Linked DNA regions of Drosophila melanogaster: region 2 is linked to region 1. Evidence: chromatin contacts called from public Hi-C data. All regions are on one chromosome and are shown on one strand. Each heading gives the region's core, a stretch centred on a gene start, on an enhancer-like site or on the middle of the called end of the contact. The rest is flanking DNA. Distances are from core to core; before and after follow the strand shown.

Region 1 (2,778 bases), core at 110-2,609:
TGCGATGTCCGTTGGGCACATGGACAAGGGCGTCCGTTAGCTCCAGTATGTTCAGCAGGGAGGGCAGCTCGGCGAGAGCAATGCACAGAATGTCGACCACCTCCTCCAGATAGATGCCGTCGTCCAGCATCTCCGAATGGGCGGCCGGTTTCTGCTCGGAGACCTGCTGCTGCAGATTGAAGATCTCGGAGAGCACCACGCGCACCTTGCGCGCCACATCCGCCCGCTCAAAGCCCAGTGCGATGCCCGACTGGAGGCCGTACTCGTGTTGCTGTCCCTCGAAGAAGGCCGACTTCTGGCGGGCCTGCAGCTCCTTCTTCAGCTCATTCTCCAGCTCATGGTAGTTGACTTGCAGGTAGGAGACGATGCTGTTCACCACCTCGATGCCGATGAGCACGGCCAGGATCTCTTTGCGCGACTCCATCGACGATTCGGTGTTGTCCAGTGGCGATAGCAGGCTCATCCGCACCAGCGAGGGCAGCACGGGCCGAATCTCCGCCTCCGGATAGCTGGCCAGCAGGGTGATGTCCAGATTCTGCATGGCGCAGAAAACGCGCGGCGATACATCGTACATCCTCACCGGCATTTTGTCCTCGTCGTCGTTGTCGTTGCGTTCCAACTTGTTGCACCCGGCAATGCTCGTGTGCTCGGTTGTCCCGCTCTATTGGCCTGGCCGGCGGGGTGTCCGTGCTGGAGATGCCGGCGCGGGTCTGCTTTAATCTCGGCGATCTGTAGTTGGGGCAGGGAATGCCGGAGAATCCGAGAATCCACTGCGATCCGCATCCAAAAAATCAACACACGTCAGTGTGGCCAGTTGGAGAGGCTGCAAATATACCAGCAATTACTACATTTTATTATTTTATTATTATAAAAATACTATACTGCTCTCATAGGTGAAGGTTAACAAAGAGATGCGCAGCTAAAGAAAAATATTAACAATTATTGCAAGAGGCTAACAACTATTAGTACTATTAAGTTAGTAAAATCTTTACTGTTATTATTAGCAATAAGGCTTATATTCTCCCAAAAAGCCAACATATTAAAAAAAGTTAAATATAAATAAGTTATGTTTGTATATAAGCATTTCTGTAACGAAAATCTTAGGAAAATAAGAACATTTTGGTTCTGATAAAAATTTAATTAATATTATTTAAATAGCTCGAAGTAATAGAGTACATGTGGCGTAAACAATTGTTTATGTAATATTAGGTTATACAAATATGAAGGAATATTTAAGTTAAATAATATATAAAAATCTTAAGTTCCACCGTTTTGGCTAATTTATAGCCAGATCATGTGGCACGGCCACACTGCGCAGTAGGCGTTTTTTAGCGCCTTCTCGCGCTGGTTCACTTCGTTCACTCGTTCGCAACGCGATGTTTTGAATACATACATTTTTTCCATTCTCGCCAAGTGAAGTTCATCCGCCAGACCGAAGATTTTTAGTTGAACGTGCTAAATCTATGAAATTAACTGTGTTTTATGAATCAATTAGGGCGAGCGGAGCTGCAAAATTATCGAGTAGGTAAGTGAAAGTCGCCGCAGTGCAGTAAAAACGGCGCGAAATTCGAAACGCAAGCGGTCGAACGGGGAAAATGTGAAATAGACCAACGCCCAAGTGAATAGGCCACGAAAAAGGAGCCACCAATAAAAGGCAGAAGTGGCAAAAGAGAGCAAAAAGTATCTAACGAATGTGTGAGCGACTCTTACTCTTGGTGTGCCTGTGTGTGTGTTTTTGGTTTGAGAATTAGAAGTGTGCTAAAATATGAAAAGCAAGTGATTTCTCGCATACATTTCTACGTACATAATAAAAACATCATCGATTAAAATTGCCTGCTAACTCATATATTTCGACGCTGTCGCCGTCGCTGCCGGCGTCGCTGTCTCTGCCACCGATGATGACATCATTCGGTTTTCGTTGAGAGCGCGTAGCGTGCGTGAGTGTGTGTGTATGTTTGTTCGAGTAATCGAATTGGACGAGTGTAGTTCGCATTTTTTTTTTTATTTTTTAAATTACTTGGTGTAAATGTGCCTGAATGGCAGGACCGAAACTCTAGAGCTGTGAATTAAACGCATGAATGACATGTTGCTGTGCAAGAAGAAGAAGCGCAAGCCTTAAGTAACGTTTGCGTCAGTTGTTCGTTCCGTTGGTGATAAAAAGCGAAGAACACGGCTATCGCCTAATCGGAGATATATATATATATATACATGTGTATCATACGTTGAGGTTCCGTGTGCTTGTGAGTTTTATGAAATACAAGCGGTGCGCTCTTTTTTCTTCCCCGTAGATACGCATACGCCTATGCACTTGGCTGAAATACAGTTACGTGCTCACCAACACATCGGCTAAAAATAACACACACTCCCCATTTCCCATTTCCCTTGCACCCCGCTCTTCTCACCCACCCGGCCCTCTGAGGTCACGAGTTGAAGTTTCATTTCGAAGTTACGAGTTAAAAGATATAAATATACTGAGCTGCACTTGCCCAATGTTTGTTTGCTTATGTGTTTGTTTGTGCTTCACCTTGTCGCTGATGTTGTTGCATTGTTGTTGTTTATGACAAATCACACACGTACAGTTGTAAACACAACACACACACCCGCACACAAACCTACAAACATACAGGCATTCAATCAATTGATCGCCGAAAACTCATTAACTTGCTCATAAATGGCAGGGAAAACTGGTTTTTCCTTAGCAAAGCCTCAGCTTTGGTGGTGGTTTCATTTCCAAGTTTCCAAAGTTGAACTCTTGGCCTGTTTAATTGAACTCGCAGT
Region 2 (2,778 bases), core at 153-2,652, 200 kb after region 1:
TCTCCTGCACATTGCACTCGCGATAGGGAAAGCCGCACTTTCGCAGCAGCAGGAGTAGCACCTGATCCAGGTCGCCGCCGCCATAGGACAGCCGCACCCTGGCATCCAGCTGCGAAATTCCGTCCTCGATGCAGGCTATGGAGGTCTTTTGGGCGCCAATGTCCACCACACAGCCGTACCCAATGCCGGCGCCAAAGGTGGAGGCGACGCTGTCCTGGACGAGGAAGCAGCGCCGAAAGCCCAAACGCCTCAGCAGCAGGGTCACGAACTCGCGCAGATGCCGCCGCACATAGACATCGTTGACCACCAAGACGGCGCAGTGGGTGCCCAGTTTACGCAGCGGGATCTTCAGACGCTCTTCCAGGGCGTACGACCAGATTCGTTCCAAGTGCTGCATGCTGGCCTGAAAAAAAAAAAACAGCTTCATCAGTTTAGTTTGGAAACTACGAGGAACAACGCAGCACACACTTGTAGCGAGCCGCCCTTCTCGTTGTGCACATTCAGCTCGCCCCTTTGAATGGGAAAATGGATGTCGTAGTTGCGGGCATCCACAGCACCGAGTCGCAGGATACGGTCGTCGAACAGCACGGGTGCCTCGCGATCCAGCCAGGGCTCGTCCGCCATCTGGCCACTGGGCGCCGGCACCTTCTCCGCCTGACTGCTCCGGTTGAAGTGGGCCAGTTGCTGCGGCGGAGTGGCCACCCGCAACCGGTTTTTGTTATCGACGACGCAGTGCTGCAGAATGCGCGACACCACCAGGCGCTGCTCCTCGAACTCCACCATCAGGCCGGAGTTTGAGTTGACGTTGTCCAGCGGCGGCAGCAGCGGATCATGATGCGGCCTATCGCTGGCCCCCGGACGCCTCCTGTAGGCCACCGCGTGCAGCAGGGTCAGCGGATTAAGGTCGGCCGCCCTGCCGATCCTCAAGTGCTGCGATCCAGGATGGATGACGATAATCTTTGGCGCCTCCAGTGGCTGCGCCTGCGGCTGGGGCAGCCCAATTGGCGGCGGCGCCGGATGCCGGCCACTGCTGGTGCTGCTGGCTCGGGATCGTCTGGACGAAGGGAGAGTAGCCAAGTTGCAAAATTAGTTGCTTCACATACCACTTACTTATTCACTTACTGCATCGTTTGCTTTCCGAAATCCGGATCCTTTGAAAATGCGGAAATCGGAGGCAACAACAAATGGCAACAAAGCCAATGTGACCGTGGTGCGCAAATGAGAACATTTATAAAACAGGAACACAGGAAAAACAGAAAGTTAAAGTAATAAAAAAATAGGGCTGATTTACAAAACTCATTTTTCATTAATTACTATTAATTCATTGTTGAAATTCAAAGCACTCATATATATAACATATAACAAATTCTTTGTTTAGTATATTGTGTGTGGATGGTGCCGACGTGAGTGCCGTCTGGTCACACTGTCAAGAACGTGGTTTTGTTTTTTAATCATCACCATTAAATTGAGCAGCCTTACTTTCCATTGTGAAATACGCCATTCCAGAGTGCCAACGAAAACGAGAGTGCCAGTCAAGCGATCATCGAATCCACTCAGCGCCACAATGTCGCACTTCACCTGCCTGAACTGCGATGCCCGCTTCGCCAGCGCGGATGTGCAGCGGAATCACTACAAGACCGACTGGCATCGCTACAATCTGAAGCGCAGGGTGGCCCAGCTGCCGCCCGTTACGGCCGAGGAGTTCCAGCAGCGCGTTCTTAGCGCCCGCAGCGCCACGGACGCGGCACTCGAGGAGCAGAACCTAAGTGTCTACTGCCACGCCTGCAGACGCCAATTCGCCAGCCAGAAGGCGCACGACAACCACCTGAACAGCCGCAAGCACAAGGAGCTGCTGGCCCGCTTCGAGCGCGAGCAGATGACAGCTAGCGGCGGCAGCGCCAGCACCGCCACATCCGTGTGCACGCGCAGCGTCGTGGAGCAGCGGCCCCATCCGGCCCTGGCCGCCGCAGCCGCTGGCAAGGGTCGACTGGCCTTCGCGGAGCGGGTGGTCAAGGCCAATAACGACGAGGAGATGGTCGACGAGGACGACGATGATTTCGAGGACATTGAAGAGGAGGAGGTAGGAAGCGCTATGCAGATAGAGCTCGCATTAGACTTTTCCTTGCTCATAGAAGGGTTACCTTGAGAATGATTTCCTTGGAGATTCTATGCCTGGTTAAGATATGCACCTTTACAACGTATACAGCTTCTTATAAAGAACAACTTGATTTTTTGCAGGTGGATTCCGATGAGTGGGACAAGATACCCGAGAATCCGCTGACCGAGCGCGACTGCCTGTTCTGCACACATGCCAGCGAGGATCTGGTGGAGAACCTAAAGCACATGTCCGTGGCGCACTCGTTCTTCATTCCGGACACCGAGTACTGCACGGACATCGAGGGCCTTCTGTACTACCTGGGCGAGAAGGTGGCCAACTACTTCATCTGCCTGTTCTGCAACGATCGCGGCAAGACCTTCTATTCCCTGGACGCCGTGCGCAAACACATGATCGACAAGGGCCACTGCCAGATGCTGCACGAGGGTGTGGCGCTGGCCGAGTATGCCGAATACTACGACTACAGCAGCAGTTATCCGGACAATGTGAGTATCACATAGCACAAGCAAACCTCCATTTATGCTGACTGAATCTTGGAAAACCTTTTAACCCGCACAGAATGAGGGCATGGACATTGACGAAGAGGTGGTGCCGGATCTGCTCGATGGCGATGAGTATCAGCTGGTGCTGCCCTCAGGCGCGGTCATTGGTCATCGCTCCCT

Evidence for each region. Hi-C and Micro-C count contacts between places; a contact is called where the count stands out from the background.
Region 2: a contact with region 1 is called in a Hi-C map of the Kc167 cell line, with 2.4 times the contacts expected there. The contact joins the promoter of CG6769 here to the promoter of beta-Spec in region 1. A contact is called at or near these places in 13 of 107 Hi-C or Micro-C datasets (the D17-c3 cell line, the Kc167 cell line, the OSC cell line and 5 more) and 1 of 6 datasets of contacts at active chromatin or transcription factors (the Kc167 cell line).

What each region holds. Positions count from the first base shown.
Region 1 is chrX:17,656,013-17,658,790 of dm6, forward strand. It overlaps beta-Spec (beta Spectrin), which reads left to right and starts at 1,360. Exons shown (of 7, transcript NM_078664.3): 1 at 1,360-1,525. It overlaps IntS2 (Integrator 2), which reads right to left and starts at 806. Exons shown (of 3, transcript NM_133004.2): 1 at 1-806. The coding sequence starts at 586.
Region 2 is chrX:17,859,600-17,862,377 of dm6, forward strand. It overlaps CG6769, which reads left to right and starts at 1,403. Exons shown (of 3, transcript NM_001272734.1): 1 at 1,403-2,080; 2 at 2,239-2,601; 3 at 2,675-2,778. The coding sequence starts at 1,565. It overlaps Arp8 (Actin-related protein 8), which reads right to left and starts at 1,201. Exons shown (of 3, transcript NM_133023.4): 1 at 1,123-1,201; 2 at 469-1,054; 3 at 1-403. The coding sequence starts at 1,127.